5 separate regions of the Mus musculus genome follow, and regions 1, 2, 3 and 4 are each linked to region 5. The links are chromatin contacts, called in public Hi-C, HiChIP or PLAC-seq and promoter capture Hi-C maps. All regions are on one chromosome and are shown on one strand. The core of a region is the stretch at or near the end of the contact, and the rest is flanking DNA. Distances in the headings are between cores, read along the strand shown. Region 1 overlaps Dpysl2 (dihydropyrimidinase-like 2). Region 2 overlaps Dpysl2 (dihydropyrimidinase-like 2). Region 3 overlaps Dpysl2 (dihydropyrimidinase-like 2). Region 4 has its middle 89 kb from the start of Gm5464. Region 5 holds the start of Stmn4 (stathmin-like 4).

What was found. Promoter capture Hi-C pulls out the DNA fragments that hold promoters and counts their contacts. Hi-C and Micro-C count contacts between places; a contact is called where the count stands out from the background. HiChIP or PLAC-seq counts read pairs in DNA pulled down with a chosen protein or histone mark.
Region 1: a promoter capture Hi-C map of liver shows a contact between it and region 5, with 2.8 times the contacts expected there. The contact joins the enhancer-like site here to the promoter of Stmn4 in region 5. A contact is called at or near these places in 13 of 39 promoter capture datasets (the 3T3-L1 cell line, 3T3-L1-derived adipocytes, cranial neural crest and 8 more), 1 of 484 Hi-C or Micro-C datasets (bone marrow-derived macrophages), 2 of 115 datasets of contacts at active chromatin or transcription factors (bone marrow-derived macrophages and embryonic basal ganglia) and 1 of 9 other capture datasets (embryonic stem cells).
Region 2: a contact with region 5 is called in an H3K4me3 HiChIP or PLAC-seq map of forebrain, with 4 times the contacts expected there. The contact joins the enhancer-like site here to the promoter of Stmn4 in region 5. A contact is called at or near these places in 12 of 39 promoter capture datasets (the 3T3-L1 cell line, 3T3-L1-derived adipocytes, the HPC-7 cell line and 6 more), 1 of 484 Hi-C or Micro-C datasets (bone marrow-derived macrophages), 7 of 115 datasets of contacts at active chromatin or transcription factors (embryonic basal ganglia, embryonic fibroblasts, embryonic forebrain and 4 more) and 1 of 9 other capture datasets (macrophages).
Region 3: a contact with region 5 is called in a Hi-C map of bone marrow-derived macrophages, with 18 read pairs. The contact joins the enhancer-like site here to the promoter of Stmn4 in region 5. A contact is called at or near these places in 22 of 39 promoter capture datasets (the 3T3-L1 cell line, 3T3-L1-derived adipocytes, the HPC-7 cell line and 14 more), 1 of 15 datasets of contacts at CTCF or cohesin (large pre-B cells), 5 of 484 Hi-C or Micro-C datasets (the G1E-ER4 cell line, bone marrow-derived macrophages, cerebral cortex and 2 more), 13 of 115 datasets of contacts at active chromatin or transcription factors (SST interneurons, cardiomyocytes, craniofacial prominence and 9 more) and 3 of 9 other capture datasets (adipose tissue, macrophages and pancreatic islet).
Region 4: a promoter capture Hi-C map of stem cell-derived epiblast-like cells shows a contact between it and region 5, with 4 times the contacts expected there. The contact joins the enhancer-like site here to the promoter of Stmn4 in region 5. A contact is called at or near these places in 26 of 39 promoter capture datasets (the 3T3-L1 cell line, 3T3-L1-derived adipocytes, the C10 cell line and 15 more), 1 of 15 datasets of contacts at CTCF or cohesin (large pre-B cells), 8 of 484 Hi-C or Micro-C datasets (3T3-L1-derived adipocytes, the G1E-ER4 cell line, bone marrow-derived macrophages and 4 more), 16 of 115 datasets of contacts at active chromatin or transcription factors (SST interneurons, VIP interneurons, cardiomyocytes and 12 more) and 4 of 9 other capture datasets (adipose tissue, embryonic stem cells, macrophages and 1 more).

The regions. Positions count from the first base shown.
Region 1 is chr14:66,842,752-66,847,952 of GRCm38.p6, forward strand. All of the region lies in intron 3 of Dpysl2 (dihydropyrimidinase-like 2), which reads right to left. Among named protein-coding and RNA genes, the nearest start is that of Gm5464, 23 kb to the right of the region's middle. Within about 2 kb of position 3,845, at least 203 of the 459 cell types and tissues checked have an H3K27ac peak or open chromatin away from gene starts, as enhancers often do. A contact at or near this core is called in bone marrow-derived macrophages, liver and neural stem cells, where this site is marked.
Region 2 is chr14:66,825,065-66,830,230 of GRCm38.p6, forward strand. Dpysl2 (dihydropyrimidinase-like 2) reads right to left here. Exons shown (of 14, transcript NM_001378767.1): 5 at 4,857-4,918; 6 at 4,298-4,378; 7 at 3,707-3,775. Among named protein-coding and RNA genes, the nearest start is that of Gm5464, 41 kb to the right of the region's middle. Within about 2 kb of position 1,592, at least 62 of the 459 cell types and tissues checked have an H3K27ac peak or open chromatin away from gene starts, as enhancers often do. A contact at or near this core is called in embryonic basal ganglia, forebrain and neural stem cells, where this site is marked.
Region 3 is chr14:66,802,462-66,807,946 of GRCm38.p6, forward strand. It overlaps Dpysl2 (dihydropyrimidinase-like 2), which reads right to left. Exons shown (of 14, transcript NM_001378767.1): 12 at 5,401-5,485; 13 at 4,454-4,619; 14 at 403-2,975. The coding sequence ends at 2,884. Among named protein-coding and RNA genes, the nearest start is that of Gm5464, 64 kb to the right of the region's middle. Within about 2 kb of position 3,165, at least 36 of the 459 cell types and tissues checked have an H3K27ac peak or open chromatin away from gene starts, as enhancers often do. A contact at or near this core is called in the HPC-7 cell line, bone marrow-derived macrophages and pre-B cells, where this site is marked.
Region 4 is chr14:66,777,164-66,782,030 of GRCm38.p6, forward strand. No RefSeq gene overlaps it. Among named protein-coding and RNA genes, the nearest start is that of Gm5464, 89 kb to the right of the region's middle. Within about 2 kb of position 2,173, at least 4 of the 459 cell types and tissues checked have an H3K27ac peak or open chromatin away from gene starts, as enhancers often do.
Region 5 is chr14:66,342,689-66,348,068 of GRCm38.p6, forward strand. Stmn4 (stathmin-like 4) reads left to right here and starts at 1,608. Exons shown (of 6, transcript NM_019675.3): 1 at 1,608-1,723. It overlaps Gm41183 (a long non-coding RNA gene), which reads right to left and starts at 1,041. Exons shown (of 3, transcript XR_874729.2): 1 at 1,000-1,041.

The DNA.
Region 1 (5,201 bases), core at 2,595-5,094, 500 kb after region 5:
CTCCAGTGACTGTCTGCCTGCTCCCATGCCCCCCACCATGATGACAAATGACTGGCTTACTGACGCTGTAATCAAGCCTTCAATTGAATGCTTTCTTTTATAAGACACCTTGGTCATGGTGTCTCTTCGCAGCAACAGAACTGTTACTAAGGCAAGCCACATGGCTAGGGAGATGGATCAATGGGCAGAGTGGGCAACATGCTTATTGTACAAGTATGAGGACTGGAGTCCATATCCCAGCACCCACTAAAACATGAGCATGCAACATAACCCTAGTAAAGCAGCAGGCATGTCTCTGCGACTTGCTGACCAGCTTGTCCAGTTAAAACAGTGAGTTCTAGATTCAGTGAGAGACCACTTCATAAACACACACACACACACACACACACACACACACCAAAAACTTTGAGCCCTGACAATGGATCTGAAGAAGCCCAGGTTAACCACAGAAGGTCTTCAAAGACTAAGACATCATACACAAGACTGTTACCACATGACAAAGAAGCCAACTGACATATAAGCTAGCCGGGTAGACTCAACCTGGAGAGATTTTGCAACTAAGATCAGGATGTCAAAAGTTTGCTAGGACCACCTACCACTTTCCTGACAAAGAATCCAGGTTCTGGGCAAGTTTTAAAAGTTAGATAATCATGGCTGTCAAGATGCCTCAGTGGGTGGAAGTGCCTGCCCCCCCCCCCCCCACCAAGCCTAATGACCTGAAGCACATGGTAGAAAGAGAGAAAAAAAAGAGGCTCCTGAAGGTTATCCTCCGACCTCCACACTGTGGCACTCCCTCACCGTGCATGCATACACCTCCAAACACTAAATAAATATATGTGTGTGATTTTATATATATAAATAATTATACATATATATGTATATATATATGTATATATATATATTTCTTTTTAAAGATAAATAACCAGATGGAGCAGCTTTGGAGTTTAACTCAGGTCTGAACCCTAAATCTCTTTTTTTTTCTTTTTCACTATAATAGAAGAAAAGGTTACCCATAATCCTACCACCTTATTTATTAATAACTATTTGTCATAATCTGTCATGCAGATACATATATATAATGAGGGGGTCAAAACAGGCCATGCCCTTGTTACCTGTGTGGAGCTTCACTTTATCTTAAGAGCAGGTTGGGCTACTATCTTCTTGTTCCATCTTCCTTTGAAAGACGCCCTTGGGGATGTCCATCAGTTTCACCTTGTCCCTGAGAAACAGCTTGCAGCTGTTCCCACATCCCTCCAATGATGCATAATGTTCTTAGGAACACACTCATGTTCCTAACTGGTCCACTACTTCGAGGTCCTTCCTGGAGAGGATGCTGAAGTTGGCATGGCATAAACAGATAGACTGAAGCTCTCAGTCCAGATGATCAAAATGGCTTCACTCTGCCACCAGCAACTCATAGAAACTCCAGATAATTCTGGTGTTCAGTTAACATGTTTGCTACTTAAAGAGGCAAACACAACACCCCCTTCACCCTTCACCGCTGCCATTGTCCTAGAAAACTGGCCACTTTCCAAGACCCATCTAGGAGGACAGAGGGACCCATGGAGGGTCTTGTACAGACACACTCCCTATCCCATGAAGCCTGGATCAGTGGCCACTTTTGCCATCTTAATTCTAACTCTCGCTCAGCCCTCCTTCAGCTGTGGGCCTGCCTCCAGGGCAATTTCCCAGCTAACATTAGGCGTGCACAAAGGAGTCCACAGGGTAGGGCAGCTCAGGCACTTAGTCCCAGCACTGAGAGAAGCTGTGTCCCCTCTCTACTCTATGTCCATGTCACAGCAAGGACAATTCATAGAAAATACCATGCCTGCAGCAGGAGGACACAACCGTGGCCTGCGGGAGAAAGCAAGGAGAGCCAAGGGTGACCAAAATACTCTAGCCAAACCCGTTCACTTGCCATGCTGCAGGCTCCGGGCTGTGTAGGGTTTCTCTAAGAAAAGTTGAAGTCACTGGCTGAGGGAGGGGTGAGGTTCCTGTTTCCTGTCATTTGACAAGCACTCTGGATCAGACTCTGAACAAAAGCCACATTGACAGCAGTTCACATCCCCTCACCAGAGGGAGAAACACACTCTGACTCCAAAGGGTGTGTCAAGCCTGGAATTCCTCTAGCTTTGGAGAAGTGACTGCCCAGCCCTGCCAGCAACCTGCTCTCAGAGACACCGAAAGCCCTCAAACTCACCAGCTCTCACATCCTCAGACCACGGGGGCTCACTCATCTGAAAAGATGGAAGGAAATAGTTGCTCATTCAAATGTCTGGGGACCAGTGCTATAACTGTGCACTCTGAGCTTGCAGGAAACAGGGACATGACAAGTCACAGGTCTGGCCTTGAATCCTAGCACGACCCTTGATGAGGTCCAGAAAGCTGAGCAAGTTATTTAACTCCTCAGTGCCTCAACTTCCCCATCTGCAAAAGAGGCACAGCAAGAGCATCTATGTGGGAAACTCAAACCACATTGCCTGGGTTTGCAGCCCAGTACCACTTCTCTCACTGGTTGTAGAACCTCAAGGTCCTTGACCCGCTCTGGACCTCAGTCTTCTTATCTGTAAAATAGACATTATTCTAATCACTGCACGCAGGGCTGTTGTGAAATAGCAGGTAACACGGGAGAACAGGAAGCTGTTTCATGTGATTCCCAGCCAGTGCTGTGGTCTCTAAAGCGTAAAGCTCCTGTTGGGGAGACCAGCCACGCACCCCATCAGCAGGGGAAGGGATGGGAATGAGGGTGGCCTCAAGCAGGGAGTTTCAGAGGAAGAACAGGGTGTGAGGAGGAACTGGATAAAGGCTGTGCGGAGGGAAGGCCAAGGCCACAGCACCACAAGAAAGACTTGGAACTCTGAATCATGCCCTCAGAGGAACAGGCTTCTGCAGAAACAGACAAAAACCCAAGGAACTAGACGAGGCTGTCCTATTTATGGGGCAAGTGGCTAAGTCGGAGAGATCCTCTGAGGGCTGTCAGGAAAGGAGGCTTCTCACTTCCTGCGGAAATTCCCTGCACTGCCCGCCACCACACATACCTACTCACTCAGGGACGCCAGGATACAAAACAAAACAAAACAAAACAAAACAAAACAAAACAAAACAAAACAAAACAAAACAAAAAGCACCCCTATATGGAAAGTGTTAGGATCAGGTAAACTCACTTCCCAATGTTAAGAGGACTCAGATGTGGGGAAAGCTGCCAATCAGGGCAGATAACAAACTGGCCTCATTAGCAGGGCTCTCTGTCATCCCAATAAAAACCAAAGCAACTTGATCCCAGAGCTTCCTAGAGATCTCCCCATCAGCCCCTTGCACAGCAGGCTGACAGTGTTGGAGCAAAGCTTACTTCAAACCCCCTAGGGACACAGGAAGCCTGGGCTGGCTGGATGCCTGGGTCTTTCCCTTTCCCATGTGTATATGTGCCCACAGGGGTGTAGGGGTGTGTGTGTGTGTGTGTGTGTGTGTGTGTGTGTGTGTGTGTGCTCTCACGTGCCCATGCCCATGAGTGAATGTATATGCATGTATATGGAAGTTCATGCATGCACGTAAGGCCCGTGTTTGAGCAACATAGAGGCCTTTGGGCAGCTTAAGGGAAATAGAAGACACTTCCCAATTTTCACCACAGTCTGCCAGAAATAAATTCTAGACAATGAGCAAATTACAGAAAGAATCAAGAGATGTGATAAGTCTGTGGACCGAGGACAGCCTAAAGATTTTCCTCATGAGGCTAGGTCCACCCTCCCTGACCAGATTGAGCTGTGAGCACCAACAACACTGAGCATGGTGACACGGGGTGGGCCAGCCAATGCCTGGGCTGGCCAGATGAGGTGGCTGGAGAAATATGTCATTCATGACACTTCCTCTGTTTGTCTCAGTTTTCAGTTGCCCTGGGCTACAGAACCACAGAGTGGGTGCTGGCTGGCCAGAAATAAGAGATTATGGGGCAGGATAGAACATCATAGGAGAAAGAAGAAGGAAGGAAAGAAAGGGGGAGAGAGAGAGAGAGCAAGAAATTAAGAAAGAAGAAAGAGAGAGGGAGGGAGGGAAGGGACGGAGATAAAGAGAGAGAAAGAAGGAAAGAAAGAAAGAGAGAGAAAGAAAGAAAGAAAGAAAGAAAGAAAGAAAGAAAGAAAGAAAGAAAGAAAGGAAGGAAGGAGAGGAGGGGAGAAAGGAAGGAGGGAGGGAGTTAAGTGAGGAAGAAAGAAAGGAGGAAGAAAGGAAGGAAGAAGGGAGGGAGGCAAGGAAAAAATGAGGAAAGGAAGGGAGGGAGGGAGGGAGGAAGGAAGGAAGGAAGGAAGGAAGGAAGGAAGGAAGGAAGGAAGGAAGGCAGGCAGGCAGGCAGGCAGGCAGGCAGGCAGGCAGGCAGGCAGGCCAGCCATATGCTATAAGGCTTCTATGTACAAAGAATGCGATTACCTCAGTTTCCATTGCAAAGGTTCCTTGTCCAGAAGACAATCCAAGGATAGACTTGAGGTTTTAGACTTCCCCTTAGCAGAGACTAACAGTAACACACACATTTACTTATGCAAAGCTGGGTCAGGATACTCCCAGAAACCCAAAGGCCACAGACAATAACAGGAAAGAACAATGTGCCAGTCAAGGAGAAGGGTCATGTGTACGTGTCCCTAGACGTCCACACAGAAACACTACAGCCTGATGACAGTGACTCGGCTGTGAAAATATGGATTGAAACAAACCGTACTGTGCTCACACCTATATGTGAGGACATAGTTTACGGATAATGCATGGTTACCGTAAAGAAAGGAGCACTTAGTTCAAATACGAACCACAGAGCATACAGGAGCCGATCAGTACATCCCACCCTCACACAAAAGCTGCTGTGCGGCTGGCTCCCTGTACAGTCAGGAATAGATCGGTTTTCTGGGCTTGGAGCTAAACTAAGAAACAAAAACAAAAAAGGCTGGCCTCCCCTGTTTGTTCCAACATTGCACAATGCCTCTTACATCCCCTCCAAACGAAGTCCAGCAGGGAAGGAAGACTTGGTGAGGTCATCTGTTGACTGGGCTCAATTTAAAGCCAAAAGGAGGGGTGGGGGAGGGGGCGGGGTGTTTTCTTCCTAGGAACCTGGACTGAATTCAAAAGTCCAGCACAAACCATATCACAGCCTCACTGGAGCCTGACACAGCCACTGCACTGGCCAGTGTCTCCCTTTTCCACTGGGGATGACGGTTCGATGG
Region 2 (5,166 bases), core at 342-2,841, 480 kb after region 5:
GATGGAGGTACTGACAATTGTGACCTGCCTGACGTAGATGCTGAGAACCAAACCTGGGTCCTTTGCAAGAGCAGTGTGAGCGTTCCTGCCCTCTTAGCTACTGAGCCACATCTCCAAGCCATTAAAGATCCAGGCTGGCCAGAGACTCCTGATCCTGCTTCCTCATCTCTTCATCACAGCCCACCAAGTGTACCACCATGAGCAGCAGCCTAGTTAAAGCTAGTTGAACCTAAGCTTTATGTCAGGACTCTGAGGATGGGCTCAGGAAGACGCTGGATCTCTGTTCCTCTTCCTACCCTAACTACACTGAACCAATCTCCTTTCTCCACAGTTCGCCACTGCTCGTTTTTCTAATTAGCCTGTGGATGATCAAGCCGTGCTTGTCAGGGCTGCCAGGGCCCAGTCTTGTTAGGCGTAAAGACTCTGGTAACAATTTCACTTGCTCACATTTGAGAATACCCAGGCCCTGGCTGATCTCAATGTGGATATTCATTCTGCTCTCATGATCCAGAGTGAAGACATTCAATGTTCGTGACTCTGGAGACAAGTCAGCCAGATACTTGTGGGCCAAGCCAACATCACCCACAAAACAAAACAAGCTTCAATAGTCTCTGGAATGGACTAGGGCTGTACCATGTTCCCCCAAGAGTGTGTCTGGCCAGCCACAGCCTGGTACGACCTTCAACGCAGATGAAGAACTACCCAAATGGAACATCTGGCTCTTTATGCCTGATCCTCAGGGAATGGAATTTCAGATTCCACATCACATCTACCGAATACACAACCGGGAAAACCGCCTTGCTATGGAGGTATATCTTATGTACAACAACGTGGGATCATCATAACAGAAGAAACTGATTCAAACGGGATCCCAAAAGGTCACTGCCAAGTCCTAAGAAAATATTGTGGTGTAAATTCTTAAAGGTAAGAAGGGAGATAGTCCCTTTCTCTGCCTACCATACTACCCCACTCCCAACATCCCTAAGCAGAGGGTCAAAACATAAATGGCTTCATCTTGTTAATGTAACTTTAAAAGCCAGGCGGTCACTTTTCAGAGGAGATAGCTGCACTCCTACAGTTAGTTGCCTTGACTAGTCCAGTTTCCACTGGAGCACGGCAGGGCTGGGGTCTGTCGCTGCTCTCTGTGCTCTTCCCAGTGAGGGAGACCCCGGCCTTCATTCACACTCAGCTTCTGGGCATCAACTATGTGAGGAGAGTCTATGAATCTTACAGGAAAGCAACCAGCTCTCAGAAAACACTCACCAAACACTCAAATGTTTCCCATTCCAGGGATAGCTGAAGAGAGCCTCCCTCCTGCTCCCTGCCCTCCCTCCCCTCCCTGAAGTTTCCTGTGGGGCTGTCAGCTCAGAAGTCTCTGAAGTGTGAATGAAAAGGACTCCAAGATGCTCAACACTTCACAGGGATGTCAGACACAGCCCTGCAGACTTCCCAGCCCAGACCCTTCACAAAAGGACAGACACACTATAAATAAAGTCTGGGAGCTACAGGCCTGTCCTCAGTAAAGCGGGGTGTGCAGTGCCTCTAATTAAGAAGCCAAGTGGGACTGGCTGCTACTAAGACTCCTGAGGAAGACTCGCTGTCCCAGGGGTCTGTCTGGATTTGCATACACACTGTGAATGGAATTCAGGCTCCATCTGGCTCCACAGAGTGGCCTGAAATTGGACAGGGGCCAAACTAAAAACGCTAGCTCTCTGGAAGAAGAGAGTATTTAAGCCTCGCTCTCCATTCTCCAGCTAGAACAGTCCAGCCTCTGATACACAACAAACACTGTGCACTGAGCCCTGACCAAAATCTCTTTAAATCTTGTAGGAAGGGTGTAATCGCTTAAAAATAAAACCTCTGCTTATTATAGAGACCTTGAACATCTGGGAGGTTGTCTATGTGATTTTATAGATGGAGCAGAACAAGCACCACAGGGAAATGACCTATCCAAGGACCCATAGCAGAGTCCAGACAATCTCTGGGCAAGTCCCTCCCGCCTTGGCAACCTACACGCCTCGGTCATATATCCTGCGAGGCCCAGCTGGAAAGGCCTTCCGTCTGTGATGGCTTTGCTGTACAGATCTTCTTTGGCCTCAGGCTCTTACCAGCTGCCTTTTGCTAGTAGTAAGTCACATTCTGGCTCACAGATATACTTCCTGTCTGCGGCTTTGTCACCAGCTCATTGAAAGACTCAGGGAGCACCATCCCCTGCTTGCCACAGATGTCCAGGCACTGCGGTGGTCAGAACATGTGCTTCTCACCGGTACCACCTCAGACAGGTGATCCCTAGATCCGGCATTCCTACCGGTCTCCCTTTTCCCAGCTTCTTGAGGGGGGAATCCTACGGAGCTGCGAGCTGTGCACATGGTAGACTGCGAAGAGCAGCATACAGCGGCAGGAAGCTGGCCGCCCTGCACAGTTCAAACCAAGCTGGCCATCATGGTGCTACAGACGGACGAGATCCTGACACTACACAAAGTTAAAACATTAGTGTTGCCTCCTATGTGCTGGGGGGTCTCTTCCTAAAGTGGGCTGTATGGCCAAGTCCATTCAGAGTGGTTCCATGTTTGATTCTCTGTGTCGCCCCCTCAAGAGTTTAAAACACAAAAGACTCAGCTTGACAGAAGAAACAGCCACCATCAGGAAGAACAGCAAGGGTGAAGGGCTCGAAATCTTATTCTTCCTTTCTTCCTTCCTGCCTGCCTGCCTGCCTCCCTCCCTCCCTCCCTCCCTCCCTCCTTCCCTCCCTCCCTCCCTCCTTCCCTCGATTCCTCCCACCCATAGGACTGACATGGGGCAAAATTACTCAAGAGCCTTATCAAACTCAGTGCCTGGCGTTAAGTTAGGCTCCTCCCACCATGCTCCTAAGCCCTGCTGAGCCTCAGGATGTCCAGAACTGGTCACTCAGTGCTCTAATTCTGTGAGACAATGGCCAAAGAGGAGGCCCTGTGCTGAGCCACGTACGCATGGGTGTAACTTTTCTGCGTAAAGGGTTAACCAGAACAGTGGGTCCCTGAGAGCTAGCTCCTGTGGGCATCCTTCCTGTTCCCACACTTTGTTCTGCCAAGCCCTGGGATCTAGTGGCCCCATCTCCTTCGCAGGCCACTTACCAAACATCCCCCTCTGTCCTGTTTTTGGAAGGGACACCTTAAATGTTGAACCTCCATCCGCCCAGGTCCCTGAGGGTCTCCCCTTGCCTGCAATCTTTGCAGTCTAGACTGTTCCTTGCTGAACTCCTCCATCCTCCTCTGCCCCTCAGAGCTGTAAGACTGCCTGCCGTTCTACAGACCTTTTCCTATACTGAAGGACCAGCCTCTGAAAAAGCACGGATATGATACCTGCAGCCTTCTGACCTACAGGCTCCACGGTCCAGTGTGATAACCTTGTGCTTCTCAGCCTGGGCTAATCCTGTTTACGGCTCCCAATGGTTCTATCCACCAGGCCCTACTGAGTGTGCTGCACTCAGCAATGACTCATCATGTGCGTTTTAGAGGTGTAAAGGAACTCTGTGGTTCCATCCTATGTTTAAGGGACTGGCGGTACTGCAAATGGGTATGTACATGCATGCACATGCACACGCATTTCTTTGAAAGACCAAAGCACATCCAAAAAGCCCCACTTTCAACAGGTACAGGGGTGGAGGAGAGGCCCTGCACAGAATCTACGAGACATCATGTCGCACATCCCAGTCCCAGATATTCACCTCCTCTGGCCGGCTCAACACGTGTCCCTCGGGGCCCGTGATGCCCAGATCCAGGATCCTCTGCTGTTCCTGTAATGTGCATAGAAAGCCGAGTGGTCAGAGAAGGTGGGTTTCAGGTGGCGGATGCCAAGAGACCTGGGCAAAAAAGCTCCCTAGCAAGAAGTTCAGTGGGCCCTGCTGGATACCGGGTGTCATGCCAGACCTCAGAAAGAGGCATCACTATACTAATTCCAATCCCACTTGAGCAAGACAGATCCTCTAGAGCCCCTCAATATGTTCAGCATCCCCAGGGAAGCTGACAGCCACTCTTGGCCCACAGCACAGTAATATGATGGTATCCAAGTGTGACTACGGTGTTCCTTGACTCCATCCAGAACAGCTACACTGCAGTGCCAAAAGAAGGGGCCTTTCTATAATGGAAATAAGCAATATGCCTTACCAAACACTAGCAGAAAGTCCCCGAAGAGCCTTTGTACCAGACCATACGGCCCTCTGGATTTTCACACTGGTGGTCCAGCTTCAAAAGCTGTCCTACACTCTTGAGCTTGCTTTCCAGGAGAGGAAGAAAATATGAAAGGATGGGTCCCTTACCTCAGCAATGATGTCACCATTCTCTGCGTGGACTTGAGCTATGGCACCGATATCCCGGATCACGCTCAGCACTTCATAGATCTGAGGAAGAAGGGAACGAACTCAGAGACCCAAACCTGCAAGTTTCTGGTCAAAGGAAATCATCCCCTGGGTTGAAATGGCACCCAGGCTGCTGTGACAGGCTTGGCTTGGCAATAGGCTCAAGGGGACTGCCTTCTGGCCACTCTGAGAGTCAGAGAGGCAGCCCAACCAAAAGGACAGGGGTGAAGTGTGAAATGCAGGAGATGACACCCAGCTCTGCACCAGGTGTGACCAAGACTCTCAGCACTACCACTAGGCCACACAGTATCCTGATTAGAGGTTACGGTTTGATATGAGAGTTTAGAAGGGCAAGACCCCATCAAAGGCTAACTTCATTAAACTCCAAACCTGCCACCCATATCCCATCAAGCTATGAGTGAGCTATATACACACGCGGAAGAAATGTTTCCCCAGATGGCAGCCATAACCAAACTAAACAGAACATCAGGAACCTACTCAGAAAAGTTGGCTTTCTTACCTGGGAATCCGTCAGCTGGAATCGATCTTTGAAAGCCATGTACACGAGGAAGGAGTTTACCCCTGGTGACAGACAAAGAAGAGAAGCAGACACGTGACTTTCAATACATAAACTCAGAGCAAACAATCTGTTCACACGTGTGTGTGGACCTGTGCACATCTGTGCAGGGGAGCGGGTGTTGAGGGGACAAAAGAAGAGAGAAGGAGATGGAGAGCCTGAGTACAACAGCACAGCCACATGCCTGTCATCCCAGCTACTGAAGCGGGAGGATCACATGTTCAAGGCCTGTCTGAGCTACAGGGTGAGTTCA
Region 3 (5,485 bases), core at 1,915-4,414, 460 kb after region 5:
TCTTTCTCCCCTGCACCCATGTAGTGAGAAGATTTCCCAGAGTAAACACATGAGAAGCAAGCCCAGCACCTCGACTAAAACCCCACCTCGCCTTCTGTGGCCCCACTTGAACCCCAGGTTCAAATTTGGCTTGGCACTCCGGGATGCTCACTGCCTTTCCGGGATGGGGTTTTAAGACACTGATGATCCTCAGCCTCCGTGGTCCTCATCCCCCAGGAATGGCACTACATGGGTTGAGAATTCATCCTGTAGCCAGGATACTCACAGGAACCTGGGATGAGCATGGGGGTGAGCACTCATGGGCTGGACCAAGCCCAAGGCTAAGCCAGGCCAGGGCTTCCCCATGCATCACGTCAGAGGAGAGGCCGACACACTGTGGGAGTCTCAATACAGACACACCTCTGAAACAACCACATTTTGCTTTATTGGGTGTTCCGTGGTAATATAACACAGACTTCTTAAGGAATAATAAACACGAGACTTGTATTTTACCATAATTATTTTGCCATTAAGACAGTGGTTACAAAAAATAAAACAAAAATTAAAAGAAAAAAAGTACCTTTCTGGCTACACACATGATCAGCTTTAGCACTGAAAGGTCCCCCCTCATGGGTCACAATCACAGGTTCAAGGGTTCAAAACCATCTAGCGGTAAATCCTACAATGATTTAGAGCATCAAGTCACTGCAGTTATTCAGTTCTGAGACACTGTTGACTTAGTTTAGCATTTACATATGACATTCATTTAACAGACACAGAAAGCGAGCCAACGGGTAAACATGCTTACACGGACTGCGGAAATCTTCAGGTTTAAAACTGTTGTGTTGTATTGTGTTGTGTTGTGTTTTTAAGAAAATGACCAAAAACAACCAAAAGGGCCACGGCCCCATACAAGAAACATCAGGAGTAAATGGTGAAGAGCTGCAAGTTTCTCAGAATCCAAACAAATAAACAGGGAGAAAAAAAAAGTGGTTTCTGGTGTTCAAATTTCCTCTCTAAGTGCAGGTAAAAAAAAAAAAAGAGCAAATATATTAAGTCAACCAATTTTTAAAAGTGCAATTTACCTTTAAAACAACAAAATTAACAACAAACCCAAAATCCCAACCCTTAACCCCCAAAGACAAAACGTGTGGACACTCAAGGAATCACGAATTTTTTTTGATGCTCTGCTTCATACCAGCAGACTGGAATCATAAAAGCCTATGAGGTCAACCTAACACTGCTTGCAGACTGGAGTCATAAAAGCCTATGGACCTAACACTGCTTACAGGGACCTGTAAACACATCTGGAAAGAAATATGACAGAAGTCAGCAAGTACAGAAAGAAGCCAGCTAGTGAAGACCTGTCACTGTGACAGGAAGAGGAAGGGTGACAGATAGGAGGTGACATGGTCTCTAAGAGGCGATGTGATCTCTAAGCGGGCTATGCGTTCAGTGTGTACAGTTTTCTTCCCATGAGATATTGTTTCCCAAAATAGGGTTGTCCCTCTTGTAAAAGACTTGAAGTCTAAGTATCCCAAAGATTTCTACCTTCCACCACCATGTTAGACCTTTTGAGAAAAAAAAAAAAAAAAAAAACTGTACAGAAAAAAAAAAAAAGTTCCCCCACCACAACACACACACTGAGAAGTCCCAACATTCTAGAATCCCCAAAGACACTTCCTGACAAAGGCTGGAAGGGGCTCCTCCACAGAGAGAATGGCCCCATCTTGGCTGGCTCCGCCACAGGGAGACTGGTCTCAGCTTGGGGGCTGGGTTTACAGATTTGACTGGAAACTGTCACTTCTACAGCCTAACTCCTCATCTTTCCACCACATGTGACTCTATTCTTGGCCCACATGTGACAATATTGGTGACATAATCGGGGCCATTCCTGTGTCTGGCAAGCCTCAAGCTCAGCCACCTCCTAGTGATGGGAATTGGATAGCACCAATCTTAACAGAAACTAGGATAGCACAAAACTATGGTGGTGGGGGCAAAACTAAGATCTGCTCAGGCTATGCCTGAGACCAAACTGGGTTGCCTGGCTTTAAGAGCAGACAGAGTTAAGAGGAAAAAAAAAAAAAAAAAAAAAAAAAAAAAAAAAGAGCATTGTCTCGGAGAAACACAAACCAGGAGACCAACATCTAAATCTCTCCAAGAGTGCAGAAGAAAAAACCAGGACAGGAGACGTACGAAAATGGTGGAGAACCTTCAAAAGGTCTAATCTGCCGCAAAATCTAGGCCAATGAAGAAAACCCGCCTCTTCTCAACAGCTGACCCGAAGAGTAAGGGATGGGGATGGAGACACATGGAACCTTTCCAGAGGGGCGGCCCTAGCCTGCCAGCCTCGGAATCAGCTTAATGGTTACATAATTGCATCATTAGGATGTCCAGTTCAAGACCCGAGGATTAATATTGAATCAGGCTTTCAATTTAGTATTAAAAAAAAAAAAAATCTCTCCCACCCTCCCCACCCCTCCCCAGTCCCACAAAGAAAACCTTATTTAAAAATTTTTAAAAAGAAAAGAAGGCAGCTCAGGGCAATTCACTATATCTTCCCCATGACAGGAAGGTGCTAACTGCATGGCCAAGGATGTGACTGGGGCACCCTTGCTGGGATCTGCTTGGTGGCGCATGTCTGCATGTTGGATGCAGCTCCGTGTGGGGTGGATGGCTAGGCTTGGGTGTGGTGTTCATGACTGTGTAGGGACTTGGGTGAGAGAATTCAGAAACTCCAGGGGAGACCGAGTGCAGGGGGCCCAAGAGGAAGCCCCAGGAACTGGCTGCCCACAGCAACTATCACAGGCTCTTTAAAAAAAAAAAAAATGGAAGAAAGGAAGTCTCAGAATGTCCTCAGGTGTCCCATCCCCCATCCCCAAGTGGCCTGCAGGCCTAGGGGCTTTAGCCCAGGCTGGTGATGTTGGCACGGCCACCAGGGGGTGCCACGATGCGCTGGGTGGTGCGGCGGGGAATGTTGTCGTCAATCTGAGCACCTAGAGAAGAAAGAAGAGACAAGAAACGAGTGAGCGTGAGGGTCTTTAGAAATAAAACCAGACTCCTGTGGTATGCCCAGGAACAATCCTGGGGGGAAAAAAGCTGAACCAAGCACACATGTCCCGACCTCTTTCTCCAAACCTCACTAACTACAGGAAGTTCAAACTACAGGAAGTAGGAGGGCCTGCCTTCAGCCTACAAGTGACTTCCTCTCCCTGGGGAAGTCTAGACTCGATGCAAGGTACTAGAGAGTATGGCTCTTTTGACCCACGCCTCTCACGCAGGAGGAATGGATGGTTCAGATAAAGAACCTGAATCTGAAGCTCCCAGACCCAGAATGCTCTAAACTCTACACCTATTTGAGGGTTGACAGGATGTGACCAGTGGAAAATTCCACACTTGACCTGATGTGACTAACTGTAGTGGAACTTGATGTAATTAAAAATACTGTCTCAAATCCCTTTCATGACTGGGTTATATGTATATGAAACATAGAAGTATTGCATTTTGGTTTTTAATATTTTATTTTTACTTTTAATTTATGTGTATCTGTGTATGTGGAGAAGGAGGGCTATACACGTAAGTGCAGTGCCTGAGGAGGCCAGAAGAGGGCGCTGGCTTCTCTGGAGCTAGAATTCTAAATGGTTGTAAGCCACCAGACATGGGTGTTAGGAGCAAACTTGGGTCCCCAACACGATGTGAGCTCATTCTTAACTGCTGAGCCATTTGTCCCTGCCCACACTTTGTGCTTGGACTTTGGTCTTAGTCACAACATGGTTCAATATCTACATATTTTTCCAATTTTTAAAGAGGCAAACTAGCTTCCAGTCCCAATCATTTCTTTTACACAACAGACTGGCAACCTGTGCTGTCTATGCGAATGATATGGGAATACGCATTGTGACTGATCTCACACTTTAGGACAACAGGGCTTAAGGGTCTGTCTCCTAAACCAAAACACCCTGAAGTGTTCCTCATTCCTCATGGGCACAGATGGCACTTCATAAAATCCAGCAGATGGGACAAGAAAAGGAAAGTCTATGTAATGAACTACGCTGTCTAAGTTCAAGGCACCGGGGGAGAGAGGAAAGGCCCTGTTGTGGGCCAAAAGAAAGAGGGGCAGGATGTTTCCAAGACAGAAATCTACGTTTCACCACTGAGGGTGTAGCAGTGGATGTCACAGCAACTCCACAGGGAACCTTGCTGCGACTCATCACACGGAAGGCCTGAGCAAGGTGAGACTGCTGAAACTCCCAGTTCCACATTCTTTAACAACGGACATGACAGATGAGGAAACGGCCCTTCACTCACAGGGTGGGTGTCTCAGCATGGCATGGCACAAAAACCGATCTGAAGATTCTGAAACCCAGCTGCCATTTACAGCCTTTCGGTTTCCGCAGCAGTGGAGCCAAAAGCCTCCGGCTGGCTCCACAGAGCTTGCGGAACCTACCCGGAACGGCCCACCCCCTGGCCTTACCAGACAAGCTGAATCCAGACTGGTGCAGGTTCCGAACAGGTGGTGCCTGCTGCTTGGCAGGGGATGTCTTAGCTGATGAGGCTGGAGTCACCGTCTTGGGCGTCACAGACACCTCGCATACCGGTCCGTCATACAGGCCACGAGGGACCCCTCTCAGCTCAGCCAGCTGAAACACACAATCACCCCACAGCCTATGTCACATTCACAGAGGACATCTTCCCTGTACCTTCTCAGTGTCACGGAGAGGTAGCCGAGACAGGACTATGATGTGTGGGGATATGGCCCCCATTATAGACAGGTACAACAGAGAAAGATGTGCAACCAGCCCCCAAAGTTCTAGGCCAAACGCTCTCCCAAGGTGACTCCCTGATGAGTTACTCAACTGGTTTCTTAGAACTTCCCCCATCGTGTCAACATCACCTTTGAACCCTCCAAGAAGCCTCTGATCATACTGCGAAGAGGGTCTCGTGCCGTTTTCAAGACAAAACTGTCTTCCCAATATCACTCCTCTCTTAATTCCCTTAAAGCTCTACTCCTTCTCCACCTCACAGTTCCTGACCACCAGCCACGCGATGTTCACCACGCTCTGGACACACTGTACATCTTCCACAGGTCATATTCCATCTTCTAGTATCTTTATCTCCATCCTTTGGCTTGAGAAACTCCTACTCAGCCTTCAAAGCCCAACTGTCCATCTTCCCTGTCATCCTGCTCCATGATGCTAGAGCAGTGCTTCCCTCCTCTGGGTGAGTCCTTACCCCACACTCAGCATCAAAGCTCTAATCATCCCAGACTCACCCAGCAGCTGGTTAAGCTTCAGGATGAAAATGTCAGGTTTCCTTTATCCTTCTGTGCCCCCATCTCGGTATTCTGACTCATGGTGCTTAGTGGATATCTGCGGAGTAGAGACCAGCCCACGATATTTAAAAGCTTGCAAGACCACTCACCCTGCTCCTTGCTTTGATGCGTTTGTACACAAAGTCAGGGAAGGGCTTCCGGGGAATGTAGCGTCCTGAGCCTTCAGTGACATGA
Region 4 (4,867 bases), core at 923-3,422, 440 kb after region 5:
GCCCGGGACTTTCATGCAACAGTACTGTAAGAGGAAGGCCATCTCCATTCGCCTCAGTGCTGCCTTCACCCTTTGAGGCTTTATCTCCACTGATAGACAGGAAGAAGCACCGTGTGTGATCCTATAGCAAGAGAAATGTACTTTCATAGTTAGGCTACACAGACACATAGTAGGTTACATAGATAGGATTTTGCAACTGTCACCGTTCTTGTCTAAGAACTCCACTCAAAGCACTAACATTAGTGACTCCATGTTTTCTTCAGCCAATTGCCATTATTTTGCTTCCCAGGACCAAAGGGCTTTTTCTGCTTTTGTTTTGATCCCCATAGCAGATATAAAGAGGCCAGTCACAGTGCTGGACAATCAGCATTCAAAGATGTTACCGTGCATTGCACAAAGCCAGCTTCAGAGCTGTGGGTTGTCATCCAAGCCTTGTTAAGTACTCTTCAGATCCGTCATTTAAATGTTCTTTAAAGCAGCAGATCTTCCAGGACTGGGACAAGAGACCCTGTCTTAAACATGGTACAAGCCAAGGGGCCAACATCCAAGATTGTCTCCTGTCCCCCACATGCAAACCATGGTGCACATGCATGCACACACACACACACACACACACACACACACACACACCCCTTCCAATTTTTGTGGTTTCTCAGATGAAGACACTGGCATATTTTCTTTGCCCACCAGTCTTAACTGAAGTGAGTCCCTAGAGAAACCCAAGATGTGCTCAAGGACAAGAGAGTCAAGCAAGGAGGTCGCACCCTAGTCCTCAGACGTCACCATGGGAAGGACTCCCTCTTCCTAGAAGGCTACTGCTGGAAATCAAATTTAGAAAGGTGAAGTGCCTACCATAATAAACTAGAAGTGTGTGTGTGCCATCTGATTAACCATCAGCCACCAGCCTGGCAGACATCAGTTAAGGCCCCCAGCCCTGCTATCTCCACTAAAGGATAGATTTTATACACAAATGCTTACCACTCCAGAACATCCAAACACTCGTAAATCCCTACTGGCTTATCTTGTGGACAAGCAGAATTACCACAGCTCTGTATGGAGCTGTGCTCCATTCTTGGGAGGCTATGGTTGGTGTGGTGTGAGGATTACTGGGAACAATGGGGAGCACGAAGAGAAGCAACCATGAAGAGTCTGACTGCAGACACTGCAACTCCAGTTCCAGAGGATGCAGAACCCTCTTCTGGCCTCTTCAGGCACTGCATGCCTCTGGTATACATACATACATACATACATACATACATACATACATACATACATACATTCATACCTTTGGAAGACCCAGGAATCTTGGTCCCAATGTCAGCGTGGTAGCAGCAGTAACAACAGAGCAGATGAGCCAATAGCAAGACGTGAACTTAAGCAGACAAAGCAACAATGCTTCCTTCCCTTTGAATTCCTATGTGTCTGACTACTGTCAGAAAGTGCCACCCATTCTGGAGTAGGGGCTCCCCACAGTCAGTCCACTCTGAAAATGGCCTCACAGATCTACCCAGTCCTGTGTCTCTTAATTGATTTCAAATCCAATAAACTTGGGCATGAGACCAACCACCTAGGGGAATGCCTGGACCTTTAGGGGAACATCAGATACCACCTGAGAATCCATCTGATTCCTAAGGACCCAAATAGTTTTTGTGATCTAATAACCTTCACAGGGGAAGGGGGCTGTGTCAATCAACTAACAAATGCAGTTTCAACTCAAGTCCAGAGTACAGTGAGCCCAAATGGTACAAGGAAAATGACTGCTCCTTACCCATTTCTTCTCCATGCCCCGAATAAACAATTAGAATGTTGCGACACAATGACAGAATTCCACACTGGCTCTCTGGCACACACAGCAAGAGCTGCTGTTGTAGGAAAGATTGAGCCCAACATCCTTGCTCTGCTCGGACAGCAAACCTCAAACTGTACCATGTCCCAAGTGGCACAGCGCAGACATCATCCGCAGCTTCACTGCACGTTCAAGGCCAGCTTGAGCTACATGATAACCAAAATAAAATGAAATGTGCAGTTCTGACCCATTTACTCAACTAAATGGGGACTGGGGATAAGGAAGTGACTGTGGCAAGCTAAGACCCCCAAAGCAAACTGTTCTGTCGCTTGGGCCTTATGACCCAGAATGTCCATGATGCATGAAATCTCCATGGAAACCAGCAGGATTGTGTGAAGACTCCGACATGCTTCAGTGGCGGCAGCATCCTGCAGGGCTGGGAAGCTTCGGATCAGAGCACTGTTCTCGCTGTCAGCCAAACATTTCCCACTTCAGAAATGGCTCCCAGCTTACAACTGGGCCTGCTAAAGACTGAACCCCCTGGCCATGACACATCCTGGGGCTCTGTGTGGCCTGAGCTGCCATTTTGAATGGGACGTGGTAGGACACAGTACCTCCCAGGGCTAGGAATTTTAAGTTCTGGGATGTATGTGTGTATGTACTAATGGTAGACTGAATCCAAGCTGAGCAGCTTCAAAGACACAACACACCCATGCAGATGCCTCGGGCTGGCCAACACCCCACCCTCATCTTCGCATTCCCTGACTCAAGCCAACCTATAAAACTAGCCTAGTCTATTTCCTATCTTTCTGAGGAACACCATGGCTTGCAGCTTACAGTCTATCACTGAGGGAAATCAGGGCAGAAACTCAGGACAGTAACTTGGAGACAGGCACTAAAGCCAAGGCCAGGGAGGAGTGCTGCTTATTGATGTGTTCTTTGTAGTTGACTCCGATTTCTTTTATGCAATCCAGGACCCCCTACCCAAAGGTAGCACAGACTACAGTGGTCTGGGCCCTCCCACATCCATTAGTAATGAAAAAAACACCTTGCCTACAGGCCAATCTGATGGAGGCAGCTTCTTAGTTGAGGCTTTCTCTTGCTGGGTGTCTTTAGTTTGTTTCAAGTTAGTAAATGCAAGTGAGCACAGCCACGTAGTGGGGATTCCTTCTCAGCCGTTGACTAAAGGGAGAAATGGACTCTGGCCCTGCCGGTGGGTGGTTCCAAGCAAAACAGGAACGGGAAATGGGCTAATAGCCCACTTCATGGTGCTCTGAAGGACAGAGAAAACCTTCAATCAACACATTGTCTGTCTTCTAAGAAGAGGTAGTCAGAGGCAGAGACTTCAACTGATTTTGGTAGAGGAGATAATGTCCCAGCAGTTGGTCAGGGAGTTGGAGAGAACAGGATTGAGGATTAGCGACCAGATATGAAGGTGGATCTGTGACTATTGATCGATGTGGAGACATGCATGCACGTGACTGGGTTTCCTCCACAGCAGAGGCTCTGGTGGTCAGGAAGGTCTGAGCAGACATCCATCCATTAATGGGAACTCTGTCCACGGAAGCTGGTCTAATTACCATCCCTGTTTAATCCCTCAACGCAAAGACCAACATTGGACATGAATCATGGGACTTCTCCCTGGGGAGATTAGCAGTTATCTGGTTGTTGTTAATTGGTCTTGACCTCTCCCACAAAAAGGAGTCACGAATTTAACCTCACGACTACACTTTCTGTATGCAAGTACTTCGTTAGTATGAATATCCATGTGTTTACGTGATGCAAGTGTAATGATGAGCTCATGCCCTGAATGGTATACTTTGGTCTAATGAAGAACTGATTCATCCCAAGAAATGGCAGGCCCATGAGAACCCAATGGCTCAGTGGAATGTTTTCCTAAAGGTTCAGGTATGATGTTACTTAAAGGATATCCTAAGTGGTTCTTCCTTGTAGGATGCACTTTATACTTAAACTAATAGACTACTGAGTCCTTTCATCATGCTCAGACATGAGCCCAAGAATACCTAGATGGGATGAAGTTAACCTCCTTCACTTTCAGAGCTGGTGATCACCTTGCAGAACTTCAGGAGTCCATCGTTGTCTAGTTAAGTTGGAGATGTTAATTCTCAGGGAAGGAGTGCTTCTACAACGGACAGATACAATAATTACATTACAAGCATCCTTAGTCTTGCTGGGGTCCTCATGCCTCTCAACCAATGAGGAAGGGTCCTTCTGTACTAGTTCTGATGATTGATTCCAGGTAGCTGGATGACTGCAATACAAAGAAGAGAAACGGATGCTCCTGGAAGCCAGTGGCTCTGTGGATTGTCTAATAGAATCTTACTACTAACCACTAAGAATTTGGATCTATTAGGAATTAATATTTGGATCATGCTACCAGGTAACCAAAACCTCAACCAGCTTAGGTCCTGGGCTGAAAAAAAAGGAAGATAAAAAAGACTGTTTGGGCAAGAACATTTTTTATGTTAGGATATAATGCAGATAGTAGAGAGAGCTTGTATACCACTGTCTTTTACCAGGTGTCCCCTAATGTCACCATCTTTCATTGCTGGGGGACATTTTTCAAACCAAGAACCCAGTTCTGCTCCATTACTAATAACTAAACCTGAGCTTGACTCAGGTTTCAGTTCTCCTCCATTAGTATTATTTTTTCTATTCTAGGATCCAATGTGGGTTCTGTTGTCATGTCTCATCAGTCTCTTAGCCCCATTTGCTTTTCATGAAGAGTGATCATCATAAATTTTAAAAAGTGTCGCTTGGTTAAGGATTTTCTGTCTTTTTTTTTTTTCTTCATGTTTAAACTTCATGCTGTCTCCTGGAGTTGTGGATTTAAGAAAGAATGCCACCAAGTGTCCTTCTTGTCAAAGTGTTACAACAGGGGCCAGAGCTGCCACATGGTATCACTAGAGATGGATGTGTTTCCCTTCATCTTGTGGTTAAGGCCATGTGCACCACTTTCACCACTGCCGAGTTGCTACTGTTTCCTTCTCACTGTGTGTTCACTTGAAGTGAGTCACAAGGTCCAGATCAACCTTAAAAGATGGGGTAGAGAGAATGGCG
Region 5 (5,380 bases), core at 358-2,857:
ACCCATGCACTGTGGCTGTGGCAGGTAGATGAAAGGTAAATGTCAGGATCAGAGGCTCCAAGACAGTCGACCAGTGAGCTGCGGCTGCGTGTGGCAGCCACCACTTCAGATACGCACAAATGCTATTGCTGTTAAAAACTCTCCTCAAACCTGGGTGTGGTAGTGTATGCCTTTCACACCAGCTCTCACAAGAGAGGAGAGAGGCAGGTAGCTCTCTATGAGTTCAAGGCCAGCCTGGTCTACATAGCAAGACCATGTCTCAAACAACAATGAAAAAGAAAAAAAAATTCCTCATCTCAAAGTCTGGGTTGAATTCAATGTGATTTGTGTGTTCTCAGTCTAGGGGATGAGGGTGAGGGTGAGGATGTGTGATGCCAATCAATACCAAGCAAATCTTTCTCAAAGATAGTCAAACACGTGAAAGAAGGAAGTCTGACTCAGGAGGACAGATATTGTATGATAGCTTCCACTAAGCGCCCAGGACAGGCATCTTTATTGAGCTGCGCAGGAGACAGAGGTTGGGGAAGGTGGATTTATGGTTTGAGGGTATGGATGGAAGTTAGGAGGGATGAGAGAGTTCTGAAGATGGGAGGTGACGGGCTTTACACAGCATGGTGGCTGCACAATCACCAATCGGAATGTATTCTTGGGAGTAGTTAAAAGAATAAACTTCACAGTTTGAATATATTACAACAACATAGTGCACCCTTCTAAGAAAAGGGAATGAACTGAAGGAAGACTGGAGGTGAGGACAGGGGATTCATAGGAGGGAACTTAGAGGGGGAGTTCTGCTCCACAGGGCCATTTGTCCTCCCTCCCCCTCCCCCCTGCAACAGCTGCCTGCAGCAGACGGGCAATGTGTGACCAGCTGATGCATTTGCACAGAGGGTCCCCTCAGTCCCCAAGGAAAGCTATCACCAGTGATCCATCTCTGTTCTCCAGGAATCCACCACATTTAGGAATGCCCTTGGTGTAATGATCTCCAGTTTAATTTCCTACCTGTGGCTCCCTCTGATTGGCCCAGGCTGGCCGAGTGGGCTGTGAAGACACATTAGTGCTACGTAGATTCTGTAAAAGAGAGGGAGGAGCGTGTTTTTGAGGCGTGCAATGGGAAACCCTACATTCCTGGGACACCTGTGAGGTTAGAGCTCTCACCGGCTCCTGGGGATTCTTCAGTTTCCCCCTCCCATCTAAACTATTCTCCACATGTGTCAGCACCAAGTCTTCAGGGGGATGTATTTAGGGGTCATCTGCCCTTACTCTTGCTCCTCTAGATTTTATAGTCTCCCTACCCCAGATTTGAACAGCTAAAGATTCCTCAAGTCATCCATCCTTCCCCTAGCTAGAAAGCTGCCAGCTGTGCTGGAACCTCCACCTTTTCATACCACACCCTCTCCTGACTCCTGGTCATCCTCTCCCCTTCTGCTTCCCCAGCCCCACAGGCAGCCGGTGCGTGTGGGGCGGGGGTTGGGAGGGGGCGAGCAGGCTCTTTGTCTGACATCATCTTTCACTCCCCAGCCTTCTAAGTTACTCACTCAGGCAACCCCGGCTCCACCAAAGGAGACTGTCCAATTGCCAAGCAACCCACCGCTAGCCAATCAGGGAGCTCGGAGGTGATGTCATGATGAGAGCCCAGCAGTGGTGCTGATGTTGAGAGAAGCCCAGGGTACCACTAATTGAAGGAGTGAGAAGAGAACAGCTCGCTTTGGAAACCGGACTGCAGGTAAGTAAAACTGAGATATGGACAATCGGAGGTGGGGTGAGGGCGGGGGTTTTAAACAAAAGAAACAAAACAGCAGCCACAGAGGAGAGAGAAACCGGAGGGTCTGGTGTCTATTGTGTTGCCTTTGGTTTCACTGAGTGGATTAAACTTTGTCAAATTCTGGGGGGAAGCAGGGTGAGGCAAAATGATGGCGCTTGAAGAGGGGCGAGGGTGGGTTCAGGGCATCATTTTTGTTCCAGATGAGTGGGATATGTCGGAGGTTCAAGCTGAGTTATTTCTTCATTTTAAAAAATGTTTGGTTTTGGGAGAGGAAGGTTTACTGGAGCTCGGCTTCCTCTGGGGCTGCTCTGACTGAAGACCCTATTTCAGTGGATGAAACTCTGTGAAATTTTCATCTGTTCTTGTTGTATTTGCTTTTCGGGACTATCTTGTCTTTCTTCCTTAGTTCTGTGCAGTCTTGCTTTTTCTCTCTTGGCCCTAAGGATACAGTGAGATCATCCCCTCTTCCTTGCCCCGCCCCACCCTGAGGTTAGCCTAATTCTAACTGGCTCAGCAACTGGCTCTAAGGCAGAGGATGCAAGCTTGCAGGACTGCCACACCCAGGCTCTCTGATCTTGACCAGTCACAGCTAGCCCCCTTCAGGCTCAGCCCACAGCCCCAGCCAGGAGTTTTAGCATCCCCTCACCCCCACATATAGGGATCCAGAGCTTTGATGTCCGTCTGATAGCTGTGTTCCCACGTGGCAGCGCTGTCTTTGTTTTATATCTCCCAGGAAAATTATATCTGCCCAGGTGTGGAGGAGCCTCATTGTCCTCAACCTGGACAGTTCTTGGGGAGACTTTAGAGGACAGGTCAGACAGCTTTAGGTCACCCTCTGAAGACCCCAAACAGGGATACCCTATACCCCAACACCAAGCAGCAGATGGGATGACCTGATGGTGACCTGCTGGAGTTCTGAGGGGGGAAGGGTAGAGATGGAATGTGTGGGAATCTGTCTCCCCTAAGGTTGGGTCCTCTGGGGGGTGGGAGTTCTCCCTCAGATGGGTGCTTGGGAGATGAGATCATGCACCAGATGTGGAAATAATGATAGTGGTGGAGGGAAGCAAAGACAAAGGGGGCAGGTCAATGTAAAGCCAGAAGGCAGCCACAGCCACCCAGTTCCATGCCCTTGCCGCCAGCCCACCTTGCTCCCTGCCTGTGGATAAAGCTGTGTTCTTGGTCCTTTCCTAAGCTGCTGAGATCCCTCTAGCTGGCTCCAGACTTCTTTCCCCCAACTCCACCCATCTGGAACAACTGGGAAGTGACCTGCTAGGTGGGTCCATCACAGAGCCTACTGCCTTGTGGGAAGTGAGAGCCCCATCCCTGACCTGACAGCATGGGGGTGGGGGCTGGATGACACCCAGCAGAGAGATACTAGGCATCTTTATATTACTGTGAAGGTTATGTCAGATCAGGGTCTTTGAACTGCAGACTGAAATCTAACTAGGATAATGAGATCAATTTTGTAGAATGTAACTGATATTTAAAAAATACAATTAGACTGGACAGAGTGGGTGGGGTGGGGTGGGGGAAGGCAGAACACACCTTGTATAATGGCTTGTGTTTTTTTGTGCCTATTTAATTCTATATATTTTAGCTAGATGTATATCTGTGTATAAATGTGTTGCTATCCAAATACACATGTGTATTCTTGTGGCATTCATATGCTGGATCATGAGATAAAAATCTAGCTTTTATTGTGGATTCCAATCAATAAAAAGTTGAGAATCATTGGGCTAAGTGACATCTGCTTCTCTCTTCTAGCCCCAAGCCTACATTTTCATGGAAAATTCACCAGGCTGAACATTTTTTTTGCTTTCAGTTAAAGATTTTTAAAATTTTGATTGTATTAAAATGTAGCCAACAAGAAAACGACCATCTACATCATCAGTGTCTGAGTGGACACTGTTGTCCATGCAATGTCCAGAAGTCCTTTTGTCCTGCAGACTGAGACAGTGGACCTGTTAAATGTCCACTCCTCAGTGGCAACTGCCATTGCGCCTGATTGACAGCCATCGCTCTGCTGTCCACCTGCTAGGTGCCCCACAGCAATGGAATAGCACGTCCATATTGTAAACTGTATGCCCCTGCTTCTACCTACAGTTAGATGACCCAGAGTTACAACAAATCCCAGTCTTGTTGAACCAGAGAGGTGTTTATTCAGGGGTGTACCATGCTCTGAAGGATTACTAAAGCACCCACACCCAGCACACTGTTGAACTGACATACCACAGTCGTCCCCCTTGATCATGGTTTCACCTTCCTTTGTCTCAGCTACCCAAGATCCAATACACCCAAAAATATTCAAGGGGCATTTTTAGGGGAAAAAACATTTTCTTAAAGTAACTTTTACCAACAATGTTACATTTTTAAATGTAATAATTACTGTTCTTGCTCTTTAACTGTGTCTTCTGTGTAGATTCAACTTTATTCTAAGTAGTATAGAATTGGGGTATGGTGTACGGAGAGTGCCGTTGTCTGTGGTTCCAGACACCTAAGGAGCCTCTTGGAACATATTTTCTGCAGCACAGAAGGAAGGAATTCAGGGAAGTGGGAGTGTCTTCTGTTTTTGTTTGGATTAGTAGTGAATATAGATTTCATTTTGGCAACCCCTCCCCCCAAACAAAACAAAACAAAACAGAAAACAAACAACAACCATAAAAGCAGAAAAGAAAGAGGAAAAGAAAGAAAAGAAAAGAAAAAGAAAAATCGAAAAGAAAAATTAAAATTAAAAGAAAAGAGGAATCGAAGATCTAAGTGATTATCCCATAAACCATACTTGCTTTGTAGGAGGGAACTGGGTTAGTTGGTATTTAAAACAAGCAAGAAGGAAGGCGACTTCAGGATGTGGCTCAGTGGTAGAATGCTGTCAGGCACGTACCAGGTCCTAGTGCTCACCTGGATAATGAATGATTAAGATCATCACCCAAGAAAACCTTGTGGTTTTTTTTTCCCCCTGAAACACAAAGATCCCGTCTTTGTGTCCCACTTGACTAGGACTCCAAGACTCAGTCCCCTAATAACCCACAGAAACTCAGCCCTCTGCTCCACACCCTTCTGTACTGGGTCCTTCCTTGTGGAATCAGGTTAGCCAATGCACCCTTCTGCCCCTTCAGACCTGTCCATTTTCTCAGCACTTCCATACCCTGCCTCAGACAGCAGACCCCATGGGAGGGGGCATAGAGCTGTAATGGATGGAAGAGATTCTTGGATTTGTCAAGGAGGGAATGCATGTGTGTAGGGGGAGTGGGTAGGGACATATGTGTGTGGGTGGACGCATAGATCTCTATGGCTTCCTCCTTCCTGTTAGAACTGGAATGTAAAAGTCTAAATGCTTTTAAAAATGCTTTAAAAAACTGGCAGGGGAGGGGGAGGGTATTGTTGTTCCTCTTCTCCCCCATGGGTGATCCTCTTGTAAATGGGTGTCTGGGTAGCTATATTGCAGGATTCAGGGTGAAGTGATTACAACTATGTAATAAACTTAAGGGCAGGGATGCGAATTCCTGGAGTGAAACGCTGAAAGGATAAAGTCGCAGACTTCGGGAGTGATTGATTCTCTGTGATAGGTTTCCCTGGTGTGTAACGTTAATGTCGTGCGGTGCTGTGTATAAAGGGACG